Linked DNA regions of Zea mays: regions 1 and 2 are each linked to region 3. A link is a contact called in public Hi-C data. All regions are on one chromosome and are shown on one strand. The core of a region is the stretch at or near the end of the contact, and the rest is flanking DNA. Distances in the headings are between cores, read along the strand shown. Region 1 has its middle 36 kb from the start of LOC100501814. Region 2 holds the start of LOC100501814 (Major facilitator superfamily protein). Region 3 holds the start of LOC100193150.

The links. A called contact is a pair of places that touch in the nucleus more often than the background predicts.
Region 1: a contact with region 3 is called in a Hi-C map of ear, with 1.8 times the contacts expected there. The contact joins the enhancer-like site here to the promoter of LOC100193150 in region 3. A contact is called at or near these places in 2 of 25 Hi-C or Micro-C datasets (ear and tassel).
Region 2: a contact with region 3 is called in a Hi-C map of ear, with 2.8 times the contacts expected there. The contact joins the promoter of LOC100501814 here to the promoter of LOC100193150 in region 3. A contact is called at or near these places in 2 of 25 Hi-C or Micro-C datasets (ear and leaf mesophyll).

What each region holds. Positions count from the first base shown.
Region 1 is chr2:72,251,293-72,256,390 of Zm-B73-REFERENCE-NAM-5.0, forward strand. No RefSeq gene overlaps it. Among protein-coding and RNA genes, the nearest start is that of LOC100501814, 36 kb to the left of the region's middle. Within about 2 kb of position 3,194, at least 19 of the 20 cell types and tissues checked have an H3K27ac peak or open chromatin away from gene starts, as enhancers often do. A contact at or near this core is called in ear and tassel, where this site is marked.
Region 2 is chr2:72,214,568-72,219,382 of Zm-B73-REFERENCE-NAM-5.0, forward strand. It overlaps LOC100501814 (Major facilitator superfamily protein), which reads right to left and starts at 3,526. Exons shown (of 3, transcript NM_001401914.1): 1 at 3,178-3,526; 2 at 941-1,875; 3 at 1-516. The coding sequence starts at 3,519. The coding sequence ends at 6.
Region 3 is chr2:72,645,669-72,650,167 of Zm-B73-REFERENCE-NAM-5.0, forward strand. LOC100193150 reads right to left here and starts at 2,561. Exons shown (of 13, transcript NM_001358650.1): 1 at 2,443-2,561; 2 at 2,204-2,309; 3 at 1,391-1,516; 4 at 1,187-1,302; 5 at 1-78. The coding sequence starts at 2,213.

The DNA.
Region 1 (5,098 bases), core at 1,944-4,443, 390 kb before region 3:
CAGGTTCACCCTTTAATAGTGTTATGTGTCGTGCTATCGGACAGGCTTAGACATGTGTACAAACATGACACGCTCACCTTTTAACAGTGTCATGGTAGCCTATCTACACAGTAAGCACAACTGTGTTAGCACGTCAGCAACTCATCACCTCTCGCACTAACACACATTAGTGCATCACATTCAAGATTCAACAATAAAACATAGTTACACAAAATTTAAGTGGAAATTGAACTCGTGCAATGACTGCCTCGTTAAAAACTTATCTAGTTAAAACTCAGACCTCGTGGGAAATTCTATATAGGAAAAAAGTACAACCAACTCCAAATTAACTTCATAAGTTCATATTATTGAACACATCATAGTGTAGGAATTTTAGATACAAATTACTTGCCATATAGCCAAACTTGTTATCATATCTCTTAAATAAATCAGGCAATTCATCCCTCACAACTGTTAAGTATGCAGTATAATCAGTACTGATGAGTTGAGATTACAAATCAAGCACATTGTTGAAACCTCTCATCTTAGCTCTATGATCCAACATAAAAAGCAAATGCATAGAGGAATGGAATATCTTTCTAGTACTTTAAAAGTTTTGTTTTCACTGGAACAACAAGATCCCTAAGCAGGTCATCATTCTGATACATGTTCAATTGTCTAGCAATAAGCAGAATGTGGTGCAACATTAAAGGGGATGTTGGATAATAAACACCTAACATGACAATAATAGTATCATAAAAACCTTTGGAGGAACCCTAATATCTTTTCACCAACATACCAGTGTGCTTCAGTTAATAGTGGACCATCTTCTTTAGTGTTGGCCTAGCCTGATCCACATGTCGTGCTTCAGTTGAACACACCCAACATGACCAAATTGGCTGCTCTGTGAGGCCCACGAGGCCATTGTCACACAAAACCACGGTGGTCGCCCGTCCCTCGCCCCCTCCTGCTTCTAACAATCAACCAATCCCTAACCCTAACCCCTCCTTTGGGACTCATATACAAATTAGTACATACTCGATTCCATCATAAACTTGGTAACCGACTTAGTGCCTACCATGTAACCATTATCCTTCCTTGCAATATAAAAGGATGCGAAGAGGAACCCCCTAAAGGTTAGCCCATTAGATCAGAATATACAATAATAGACCCACCATGAATGTAGGGTATTACCTTACATTGAGAGCTTGAACTTGTATAAACCCTCATGCCTCATGTGCCTTTTCCTTCAGCTTTTGATCTCGTGACATACCCTATATATTTACTATCGAACAATATCCAACAGTTGGCACACTAGGTAAGGGGCGTCTTGAAGATCAAGCAAAGTTGATGACATCCATTAAGTTTGCATTGGGAGACGAGTTCATACTTGGCACCCTAAGATTCATCTCCGACATGGTTAGTAATCTTGTCACCTATAATGAAGGGCTTGTCCTAGACCTTTTGGTAATGCCTGCTCCATATGATCAAGACTATGAAGATTCAACACCATCACGGTGACTACAGATCGTTAGACTAGTCTCTACCCATACTTAGACTCGACATCGACTCAGATTCTAACTCTGAACTTAGCCTCAACTTAGACTCAGACTTAAGCTCGGACTCATATTCATATGATCTTCTAGAACACTAGTTTGTGTTCATGGCTAACTCTATTGATGGACTCCAAGATGATCAGCTTACCGACCATGAGGAAGACTATGTTGGTGAGGTAGCAACTAGGAACTAGAGGAACCGTGACAATATACGAGAGCGTCATAGAGCCAACCATGACCAGATCTAGATGGTTGATTTTTAGGGTCAATAAGTTTATGCAACACCTATACAAAATATTGTAACAACAAAACTACTATTTGATCAACTCACATTATTGTTGCCAAGATACAACATTGGCCCATGAAGACTTGAACCAGATCAATTACATGCTAACTTATGTGGACACATGCATTGAGGCACCGAGTGTCCATGTATTGAGTTGTGGCAGACCCATTCACCTCCACTTGCTACAAAGAGATTCCATGCCTTACTATATTTGTTGGACTAAGCATAGAGAAATAGGAGTTCTAGAGGATGAAGAAGTGTAGCACCCAAAATCTTATATCGAGGGTTTATTAACGTTTCTCCAAGTTTTTGATTTAAAATATCTTTTAATAAGAATTTTGTTACCATTGAGAGTACGTATCCCAAAATAAAAGTAATAATAGAAATTAGGTATAATTTTCAAGCAAGAGTTAAACTCACGGAAGAAACAATACAGATTTTTCTATTGGGAAATACTTCCTTTACTAATATACATCTAGAGGCATTTATTTTAAATAAGAAAGAAATGAATAAACTTAAATTCTGCATTCATGCTGGAGTTTGTATTGTGCATTTATAATCGAATTGGAAATTTGGATTTCATTTAGATTTGAAAATGGAAAACAAAATAGGAAAAAGGAGAGAACAGGAAACTAAAAAGAAAAAGAAACAGAACCGACCTTGGGCCAAATTCCCTACTCAGCCCAACTCTCTACCCCTACCTTCCCCCCCTTCGGCCGCGTGGGCTATAGGCCAGCCCACTCCCTGTTTCCGGCGTCAACTCAAACCATGCGCATGCAGTGCCTCCTCTATGATTGATTGGTGGGCCCCACCATTGCTGGAACCCCCCCACATCGGGTGCGCCCATGGCGGCGGCTTTGTAACAGCTTGATCGGGCGTGCCACGGTCGCATGCATGCAACTACCAGGCGAATCTGCCCAGCCGGACTATAAAACCTCACGCTTGGCACTTCTTTTCCCCTCCCTACTCTGGTGAACGCCCAACTGTGCGCGTCGTGGTACTGCGCGGTCGTAGCTGGGTGTGGATGGATCGTCGGGTGCCGATTCGCCGCCGCCGCGCAAGTTGGGTTCCACCGTCGCCGTTTCCGTCCACTCTATCAGATGGGATCTGGCCTGGGTTCCACGCGGTTATAAAGGGTGGGGCGTCGGGGCTTTTGCTCCATTCTTGCGGCCGCCGGATCCTTGTGCCAGGATGGCCGAGCGCATGGCGCGTTGGGGAAGAAGACCTGGGGTGCGTCGGATCGGAAGGAAGTGCCAAGATTGGAACATGTGAAGCGCTTCGTTCGTGATCGTGGATCCTGGATCTAAGGACTAGTATGTCTTGCATGCATGGGGATCCTCGGTCGTCGGTTGTAGATCCAATTCTCAAGATTGCATACCGGTTTGATGAGGTAACGATCTAATCTGGGCCGCCCACTACATATCTTATGGCTAAGGTTTACCCATACCCTTTCACCGTGGGAATTTCGCTTAAAAGACCCTAGAAGATTACAGAATCAACCTGTCGTCCACGCGCGGTTGAAAACAGATACAAATAGGTCCCTAGAATTTGCAAATACGCCCTGGCTTCTTCAGAAATTAGGATTATATACAGAGAGCTCGGTTTAGTTATAAATCAATTACAGAAAATGATTTTTTAATATAAAAATAAATCCAGAAACTTGTTTAATACATAGAAAATTCATTTTAACTCCGAAATGACCCATTCTAGTGGCATTAATTTTGTTTTAATATTGTTTATCACCTAGTAACTCTGTTTAGACATAAAATGTCACACCCGGATTTAAGGGATGAAGTGGGATGTCTCTCATATGTGCGCCAAAGAAGAACAACACATATAATAACAGAGTGTATAGAGATAAATGTCACAATATCATAAAAGTAATTATTACATAGCGAAAGTCTTATGAAAATAAAAGATAAATATAAAGCGAACTAATGTCCGTCCTTGGCGCCATAAAGTCGACTAGGAGACGTCACCTAGATCAACTCGTATGCTTCATTGTAGGGCGGCTCCTCTTCAACCACATGCTCTTCACCTGTGGGGGGGGTTATTTATCGCAGGAGTGAGCTCACAAAAGATCATAGCTCAACAAGTTGTGGGGAATAATGTGCATGAACTCACCAAAGGTGGGAGTTCATGTGAGGTGTAGGGCTGATCAATAAATAAAGGTTAAAGCTGAGCATTGCTTTTATAAGTTGGTCAAAATTTTATTAGCATTTACTAAATTTAAGTGAATACCAAACCATGGTAATAGTAAATAAAAATAATAATAATCCAAATGCGATGCAAATGACAAATTGAATTTAATTTCATAAATTAATCATGTGAGTGTTCGAGCCGCTCATGACCGTGAGCATGGCTAGTATACCAGTTTTATACTCTGCAGAGGTTGCACATCTTTACCCACAAGTCGTGTTACCCATTTGCCATGGGGTTGATCGGACCCCATACACCTTTACCAAGGAAGCGAGGCAGGGTACTACTACGAGGCCTTTACAAAGTTCCACTAGCTTCAGAAAACCCGCTACAGTTTCTAGGAAGCTCCAATGCAGGGACCCCTCGCCTGACCGCCATCGCAGCAAAATCAACCCAAGGGCCTCCCACACTGACCACTCCCCTACTGTCGTTGCCTCTATTAGGTAAGGTGCTTGTTGGGGACTTGTTCTCAAATGCTATGAGTTAAGAACAAGGCAACACAAATGTTAATGGTTAAAGACCTTCGTCCTTCAAAGTATTATCTTCCTTAGGATATAATGATCTTCAGACGAAGGTTATGAAGGACATACCTTCATCATCACAGTGTATATTAATGGAGGTAGAAGCATATAAAACATGAGAAATAACATGAATCTTCATATGACATCATTAATATATCTTTCTTTTTATATCATCATGAATGAACATGAATAATATTAGATTATATTTGTACCTTCGGCTTGACAGAGGGCAAAAGCCCAAGTGTGACGTGCGAGTGAATACAAGTCAGCGTGAACAGTACGGTGTCACTGTTCATCTATTTATAGGCACAGGACACAACCTATGTAGAATTACATTCATGCCCTTGACATTTACTATTGACTTAAGGAAAATCTATCGAGGACTAGACAGCCTTTTCCCCTTTAAGTCGGTTTCACTTTCCATCGCTGAGCCGAAGCTTTTTCACGGGTAGCTTCGGCACTAGTTCATCCTTCTCCCAAACCGCACTCTTCATATTATGTGCGTTTTCATCCCATGTCTGAAGGTTCCTGTACATATATTATACTTGGAAAACATG
Region 2 (4,815 bases), core at 2,276-4,775, 430 kb before region 3:
GAATCTCAAGTCCGGACAGAACTGTAGAGGCGAGGATAAACTTGTCTGGTCCTTTGAACGACGAGGAGGCTCAACCCAGCGGCAACAGCACAGAACACCGACATAATCAGAGAGCTGAAAAAGAAACAAGCAGGCCCTTCACACTTGAGTGCATCATCTGCAAGAAAGCCAGTATCACGAAGCAATCGTGGAGACAGCAATGCTGACATCTGGTGTTGGCTAGCTTGTTTCTCAGCTTCATGTTCATAGAGGTTGCTGACAATTAGCTCTGAGAAGATGAGGGATCCTGCGGGGTTCGCTAGTATGAGAAAATTGTACATCGCACCAAAGTGTTTTACACCAAAAAGCTCGGAGACAGCAGCTGGCACAATAGCCCAGTGAGCTCCATATCCAAGTCCAACCAGCAAGCTCGCAATGTACATAGTTCCAGGCCAAGCCATAGCAAAGAGGAAATGCCCAGCAGCCATCACGATCTGAGCAACTGCCAATGCTATGTGCCTTGGGTATGTACGTTCCCTGATTAAAAAGAATAGCCAGTCAGGATGAGAACACATATAAAAATAAGTTTCATAACTTGAGTGTGCATAGGAAGTAACTACAACTTGAGTGTGCATAGGAAGTAAGTCTAGGAAAATACATAATAGATACGCTCAAAATATAACAAGAACATTTCTAATTATCTAAAAGCTCTACTATTCTGGAGCATTTTAGAGAGCAAACTCCAGAAGTTAAATACAAGTGTATCCTAGATGAGTATCTGAATGGGAGTTAAAAGTGTCCACCTAAACTAAGAAGATGAAACGAAGAGCATTTAATTTGGTATGGAAAGTTCTGATTGTCAAAGCAACAATACCAACACCAATCGTTTCTACCAAGAAACAACTGTATCAGCCTTTTTCCTGAGACTAAAAGCGAATGGTAGATTGCTTAGTGTTGGTACCTGACAATGATCTCAGAGAAGTAGCCACCTCCAACACGACCAAGAAAGTTCCATATGCTCACCAGTGACACAAAGATATGTGCATTTTTATAACCAATAGCCTGGCTCATCTGACCCAGGTTATCAATCACTGTCAGCCCTGATCCCGACCCAAGCAAAAGTGATAGCCAAATAAGCCAAAAATCAGCCTTCACCAATGCCTGCATCAGGGTGAAGTTATCCCCTCGGTGTGGCCTTCTTTTGATTCTAACCCCACCTCTTGCCGCTGCTTCCACTAGCTTGGCCTGCAATTCCGCAATCCTCTTTCTCCTTTCAGATGGCGGCAATGAATCAGTTTCCTTAGACTTCTCCTCTTCTACCTCACTTAAAATGACCTCTGGTTGATCCTCCTTTTGTCGTGAACTGCTTGCCTCTCCTGTCAATGGTTCAGATAGGAGAGCATCTTCCATGAGATGTTGAGCTTTTTCCGGCATGAACGACACAATCACAGGGATTGCGATTGGTGAAATAAGGAGGACGAACAGAATCACAGTCAGAAAAACAACCACATCATAGCTTGGTTGCAGGAAATCTTGGACAAGCATAGCACCGACAAGGTATGAGGCGAGGAGCAAGCATACAGTGTAGATGAACATGAAGCTGTTCTTGTCAGATGGCCGTATCTGCCTGTGACCACCAACAGGCCTAATAACAAACATCAAGCCAATGGCAACCAGCGACGGACCAACAGCAACCATGAAGATAAGCGCAGCATGGTCTGGTGTGTGCATCACTGTATAAACTTGTGTCAGAATGGCGCTAGTTAGGCCCATAAATCCTTTGAGGATGCCCACTGTTGGGCCCCTGCTCTTTGGGAAATTCTGGATGCTTGTAACAAGTGAAGCCGTGATGAAATACGTCTGGCCATTTGTTCCAATAAAGATAACAACACACATCTGGATACGAAAACGATGAAATGTTGCATGTTAGGTTGAGAAAATAAACAATAAAGTTATGTACTTTTGTTCAATTCATTTGAATATGAGGGATGAGTAAAAACAACACTAGAATAACGTAAAAGGATATCCATTTTATTCATACGAGTTGCAGTTGTGGTCTCATGGCTGGCATGGCATGTATAGGATAAGTTTTAACTTGAGGAGTTCATGGTAACATTAATTATTTCTCTAAAATCAAACCAGAGCGATGTTAGGGGGGGGGGCGTGCAAGAGTAGGTACATTAACCTTGAAATAAGAGGAACACGATAAAAGGAAAAAAACAATAAAGCAAGACAAGGCAGAAACAAATGCAGTGCACATCATTTTCAGTTGAGCTGGAAACATGCAAATAATGATGGTAACCAGATTTTGTGCTGATACCAGTTGCCAGCCATCCACAGCAAAATCATAACTTTGAGGTGTCCGTTTATGGTGTGGCGTGAAATATGTTGAATCACTTGTTTTCAGAATGGAAAACTCGCATAGTTTACTCCCCTCTGGCATAATGTGGCACAGTCATGACACAAGAGCAGCTCCGATGTACTCCCTCCGTCCTGTCCTAAAATAAGTCTCCATCCCGCACTTCGATAAGCCAAACAATATTAACTTTGGCCAAATCTATACCAAAACATACTAGTAATATTTATGATATCAGACAAGCATCATTAGATTAATCACGTCATGAATCTTCGTAGTAAATCTATTTGAAGATAGAAATATTGATACAATTTTCTTTCAAAATGCGAGAGTGGAGACTAATTTTGGGTGTGAGGGAGTAAGCATAAATGGAGCCATGTCAAAAAAAGTAAAATCAGACCGATCTGTATATATAGGGGAAGACAAGGGGAACGCCAGGGCTGGTGTGGCGGAGGCGGAGGCCGCGCCCGCTGCCCGCATACTGAGGCTCGGCGGAATCCGACAGCCGCGCTCGTCACCCGCCCAGCAGCGGCCCTAAACCAGCGCGGGTGGAGCTGGAGCCGTGGTGGAGGTGACAACCGTGACAGGTGATGCAGACGGAGTGGAGCAGGGTCGCAGCAGACAGAAGCCACGGGGATGGGTGGAAGTGGAATGGATATGGACATGGATGCTTAATTGCTTATACATTTTTTTAAAAAAAAAGTCACTGGCATATGGGGCAGGGTAACCAAGTCCTACGTGGACCAGATATGTACACCGAAATTCCCTCCTTTTTTCTCAACTTTTTCTTCCTTTTTTCCCGAAATTTAACCAACTCCAAACAGCCAGGATCAGCAGCATACCAGCCAGAGGGGCAGCGCCGGCGCGTTCCCGGAGACGACGAGCCAGAGCCAGCCGTAGCCGAGGAAGTTCTGCGCGGCGCCGATGGCCAGCAGCGCCCACGGCGGCCACGTCGCCGAGAGCGCGCCGGCGAGGAGGCCGAGGCAGCCGCCAACGTTCTTGGCGACACCCAGCGCGGCCACCTGCGGCTGGTCGTAGCCCAGCCTGGCCTTGACCACCGGCGAGATGGCGCCGAAGATGTAAGTGGTGCCGGCCATGGACTGCATCCACATGGCCCCAACGAACACAAGCCATCGGTTCGTCCAGAACGCACGCGTCCTCTCCTCGAGCTTGCCCATGGCCATGGGTCGGGTTGCAGGGGATTTTTGCTCAGGAATGCCAATTTGGAGACAGGTCAGAGAAGGCTTTCAATCGCAGGCAAACAAGAGACGCACACGCAAGTACGGTAGACAAACAAGCGACGCACACGTCCACCTTCAGTCGACGGGTCATTAAAATTGAAAAAAAAATATCAATGCCACGGTTCACGCACCTATTTCAATAATACGAAATCTCGGACTTTATATATTGTCACAGTTCACAAACACATTTATACAATACGAAATCTCGGACTATATATATATAGATGACCAAAGAACTTGACCAAACGGACTATTGGAACTTGCGCTCTTGGGCAAGATGATCCAACGGGGGAATAAGAGGAATGCAAACAAGGTTTTAGCTTGAGATGACAATTGCTCTTTTGATTTAGCCTCTCAAGGTCACTGTACGGAGGTATTTATAGGTGCCTAAGTGACCAACGTCTTGGAGTAAGAACGCATGTGCCCTCAGGCACCTAGGTTATCCCCGGAATATTCCCATAAGCTGGGTTACAGACTATCATTACAGAAAAGCCCTTACAAATCGGGCCCGTAACACACTCAGACGCGCGGGGCCTGTTACAATGGGCCGAATTCCACGTGGGCTTTCGTGTTCGACGAGGACGCGGGACGGGGGCGACCTCGTCGTAGGCCTTCGTCTTGCAGCGTAGTGGACGAAGGGTGGAACCCGCCGATCGTTTCGCCTCCATTGGTGCAGCGAGATTGGCGAAGGCATCGAGCGAAGGGTAGCGTCTTCGCCTTCGCCCCAACATTTGCCCTCCGAGGGACCAGTTCGACTAAGTCATCTGGTGCCGAAGACATTGCTAGATGGTGGAGACGCTGCCCTCGCTCGAAGTGGTTCTGTGGGGGTTTTTGATGTGAGTGTTGACGGACGTGGTACTGTTGGACTGCGGGTTTCCCGAAGTGTCGCGTCCTGTGTATAAAAAGGGGAGCGGGGCGGCGCGGGTCAGGTTCTCTTTCTGCGCGCCGCAAAACCCTAGCCTCCTTTTTAAACCGTTCGTCCGCTCGCCTGCCCTCCTTGCTCCTGCTCATCGGAGATCTGGCCCGCGTCAAGCAGACCGCCCGCCGCCGCCGACGGTACGTAGCCATGTCGTCCTCTTCCTCATCTGTTGCAAATACACCGCCGGCCGGCGCATCGTCCGAGGACACTTTGAGCAACATGGCGACGGAGGAGTTACATCCTAGTGATACAATGGAGTTTGGTGTGTCGCGGATTTCCTCGGTCCGCATTCAGGATATGCAACAGCTTGGATATTTTGG
Region 3 (4,499 bases), core at 1,311-3,810:
CCAGAAACACCGTCTCTGGAAACATGGATTTTGCTCCCCATGAGCGTAATAGCAGCTCAAAGAATCAACATTTCCAACCTGCAGTCATGAGAAAATGTCAGATGTGAGACAGAGGACGCTGATCAGTTATCGACTTCTAAAATTTATAATCTGTAACAAACTAGTGAGATAAAGGTACCACTTTCATTTGAGTTTTATAAATTCCTATAAAATTCTTAATTCCTAAGAAAAAATCATATTAATCGACAGACAAAAAAAACTGCAGACTTGATTTGGTGACACCTGATCTCGCACTCGCACTACCACACTACAGACAGAAAACTAGAAAAAGGTCCCGTCAACAATCAGGCAACCATCAACCTACCAAGTGCCAGGGGTATTATATTCCAGCAAACGACCAAAAAAAGCTCCTAGAGCGCTTTTGCTCCAGCAGAGCGCCATAATATGCATTCATTTGTGACAACCTGTAGCAGCCATGAAACTCAAACTTGTGCCATTAAAGATGAAAGTCTGAGCGTCATGACTGTGCTGCAGGCTGTCACATAGGAGGTACATCATAATTTCATAAAGTAATTGCCAAAGGTTCTCCTAGCCACCCATGCTCACAATATAATAAAAAGTGTAGACCCAGTGCCGGAGGCTCCCGCGTGAGTGGGGTCTAGGGAATGTAGGGTCCGGGGAAGGGATAAATAGAGGTAAGCCTTTCCCCCGGAATTTGCGGAGGCGTTGACTTACCGAAAATGCTCTCAACATTGCACCAGGCCTGCCCTTCTATGCTCAGAATATAATATTTATATTTTTGGTCTTCACTATGAAAACACATTCATTGACTATTATGATAAGACAACATAGATGGAAACAGTTTTTTGGTATAGTCAAGCTTGCAATGCTGTTTGTAAAATCATAGGTATATGTAAAGGTCACTGGGACAGGCTATCATGGAAATTAAGATGGACATAATACATAGTTTGACCAAGTAAGTCGTTTTAACTTTGTCCCAAGTCGATAGTTTACATGTTGCACCGCGGAAAAGTCATGGTAGACAAGAAGGTGATTTGCCCAAAAAGCGAGTTTTGTAGTATTGAAACATAAATTCTTAACAACCACTGTTGAACTAGAAGACGCAGATAAAAATATGGAAACAACTGAAATGATTTGCTGCTATACTGAGCCTTCTAAAATAAACCTTCAGTCGTTCATGAGCCTCCCCAACTGTTCTTCCATCCTTCTTCCTCCGCCATGTGTGACCATCTCTCCGGAAATACCGATTGACACGACGATTGTAAAGGAATAGGGAACCACCTGTAGAACAATCAAATATGTTGTCAAAGAAAAGAACAATTATACAAGTAAGATAATTTCCTCTAATTAAGGGATATATGTGCTTTACTGGGTGGCTTCTTTGGTGCCTCATGGGTGATAGGGAACCTCTCGTGATTCTGCAAGATATAGTACACTTCAGAAGGCTTTAACCACCTACTCCTTGCTTCTTCACGAAGTACGTTGATGTCAAAACCTACAGCCAGACAGAGTACCAAAGGATAAGCCGATAAGGCGCGGCAGTATTTAATTTTCTATTAAACCCCATAGGACCACAATAAATTCTCAACATTAACATGAACCTCATCATGGGATATGATTAGTTAAAGAAATCATTCCCATCTCAATATAAAGGTATATTGTATAAAGTTATAAAAAGAAAAATTCCGATGTTTTCAAGCTCGTCTAGGGAATGTACTGATCTCAGCAGTGTCGAAACCCCAACATAAGCCATGAACCTTGCCAAGATTTGCACCTTTATACGGTAGGAAAGGGCATATTTATGCTTCCAAGAGCTTGTACGAACATCCCATCCGTTATTCCGCTACAGCTGTACCAAAAGCTCAACGACGAATTCGAGCCAGAGTGGAGCATGAGCTCAAAAAGAATCTAACAAACGCCCTGCCTATTCCATCAATCACTGAAGAAACACAAGCGCTCAAAAGAATCCGATGTTTTCTTTTCTCTATTCTCCCTATATCGGGTAGTGGGATCCACTTAGCAGCATCAGAAGCAATCAAGAGCCCCCGCCAAGAAACAAGAACCGCTGCTCTCATCGCCCTACCTAGGTCCACCCCCAGGAAGTACAATAAAGATGATGTCTTGGCCGCGGCAATCAAGAATCACCAAATAAACGACGAGAAATCACAAGAAAAACACTCACTCTGGCTCATGGTCACTTGCAGAGATCCAACAGCTTCTAAGCTCCCATGGAAAGAGGGGGGCGAGGAACCCCCGCACTATGGTTCCCCCAGTTGCCAACAAAAGCTCTGAAATTAGCCGCTAACAAACAAGAGTTAGGGAGGACGAGGAGAAGCTGCAGTACGCCACAAGAACTCCTCCTGTGCCCTTTACTGGCTCCCGCAGCGCAGATGAGGATACAGCAGGGCAGACAGGGCATACCCTAGGGTGAGAGGGGGAGAGAACATATTGGTGAGTAAATCGATCAGCTGCTTCTGCTGATTTAGAACATATTGGTGAGAGGGAGAGAGAAGATATTGGTGCCTGAGTCTGCTGCTTCTGCAATTCAAGACAGTGACTGGCCCTTGTGTACCCTGATTTAGGGCTTGTTTGGAACAAAGGGTAATAGAGGGGATTGAGGGAGCTATAATCCCTCACTATTTAAAATTAAGTAGTAGGGGATTCTAGCCCCCTCAATCCACTCCATTACCCTTGATCCCAAACAAGCCCTTAGAGTTTATTAGTCCACGTCCATCCACAGAATTTCATTAGCGAAAAGCGCAGCTGAACGGGTTTGTTGGCGAGGATAAACAACTGTAGTAAGATATTAGTGTGTAGGTGCACATGGGATTTTCATACTGCAACGAGCAACTTGTGCAATCCTGACTTATTAAACTGCTCTACCTTCTCATTTTGGTTTTTGTTTATAGCTTGACTTGACCTGGGAGTCGAGATGACGAGTGAAACCATTATTCATAGTATCACTGGTCACTCCTCCCCATCTGAATGCGAAAGCAAGTGCTTGTTCTTTTCGCAGAGGGTTAGGTAAAAATTGCCGTCTAGAAGTCAGTGACACCGACACCGAGTGTAGTTGTAGATGAATGCTTGAGCACCTTCCTGAGATCCAATGTATACACTAGCTATCCTAAAGCCACAGCCAGCCTTACTTATCTCAACTTATATTTTAAATTACACTTGTAGAGTATAATATATATAGTACAAAATAGTGTCTACCGTGGCCATATCTACAAAATATGATATGCTGGCTATAGCATAAGCAAGACTTCTCATCACCATATTAGAGGCATTCATTTACTCCATTCTTTCCCAAATAATAGTCGTTTTAGCTCTTAGTTTTTATGTCTGTATTCAAATTGATGATAATAAAGATAGACACATATACAAAACACATACATCAAGTATTGTATTAATCTATCAATTTTTTAAAAACAAATTTTATTTTGGGACGGATGGAGTGCTCCATATGTTCTAAAATAATAGTCGATTTAGTTTTTTATTTTTATATTTATATTTAAATAGATAAATATATATATATATAACACATACATTAAGTATTGTGTGAATTCAATAAATATCTAAAACGAATTTTATTTTGAAACAGACGGAGTATTATTTATGTGTGAGAAGGCCTCAAACTCTACTCGGCAGAAATAGGGCAAAGTTAACTACGTTTACAGTGCAAACCTGACGAATGAGCGCGAGTACATTTCTCAATACCACACGCTAACAAATGATTTTGCTGAACTACAAACTTGGCTTTTAGGATGACAGACAGCTGAAGAGAGAAGATGGCCTCGCTCTCAAAGCCGCGTGCTCGAGCATTACACGGAGGAGCAAGTGGTACCAAATTGATGGGACACGGTCCAAGGTGTCGGGGATGATTGGGGAATCTACCTGGTGATGTCTACAGTGCACCCCAGGGCTCTCAAAGCCGTTGGTTTTATTAATGGGCATGGTAGGTAGAGTTTTAAATTTTTTTCCAAACTATAAAAATGTGGTGCTTTAAAGCGTTTTTATATTAAAATAACAGATGAGAAATATTCTGTAGACATTTTGGTAAACTGGATAAACAGTATGCAGTTTTGTTGACCATGCAAGTGAGTTTTCTACTTCGTATGGGTTCGATACCTTCGGTGTTGATGTAATGGTGTCATGATTTTGGTCGGGCGATAGAAAATATAATGATACATACTCTACTTTATACTTTCTATCTCATTTGGTGACGATAAAAAATGGAGTTAATGCTCATTTCGTGTGTCTAGGTAGGATGCAGGGACTGATTTAGATCACAGGCCACCTAGGTCGGGGCCTAGGGCGTGGGCGCGTGGCTCATGTAGACATGTAGGATTTTGGTCGAGGTCCATTGTCCACGCATTGGCATGGACGTGTGGCTCACGTAGACATATAAGATTTTTGTCGAGGTCAATATCCACACATTTGTATCCTGTAGTCGGTGGGAGACACGCACGAGCGCTCGA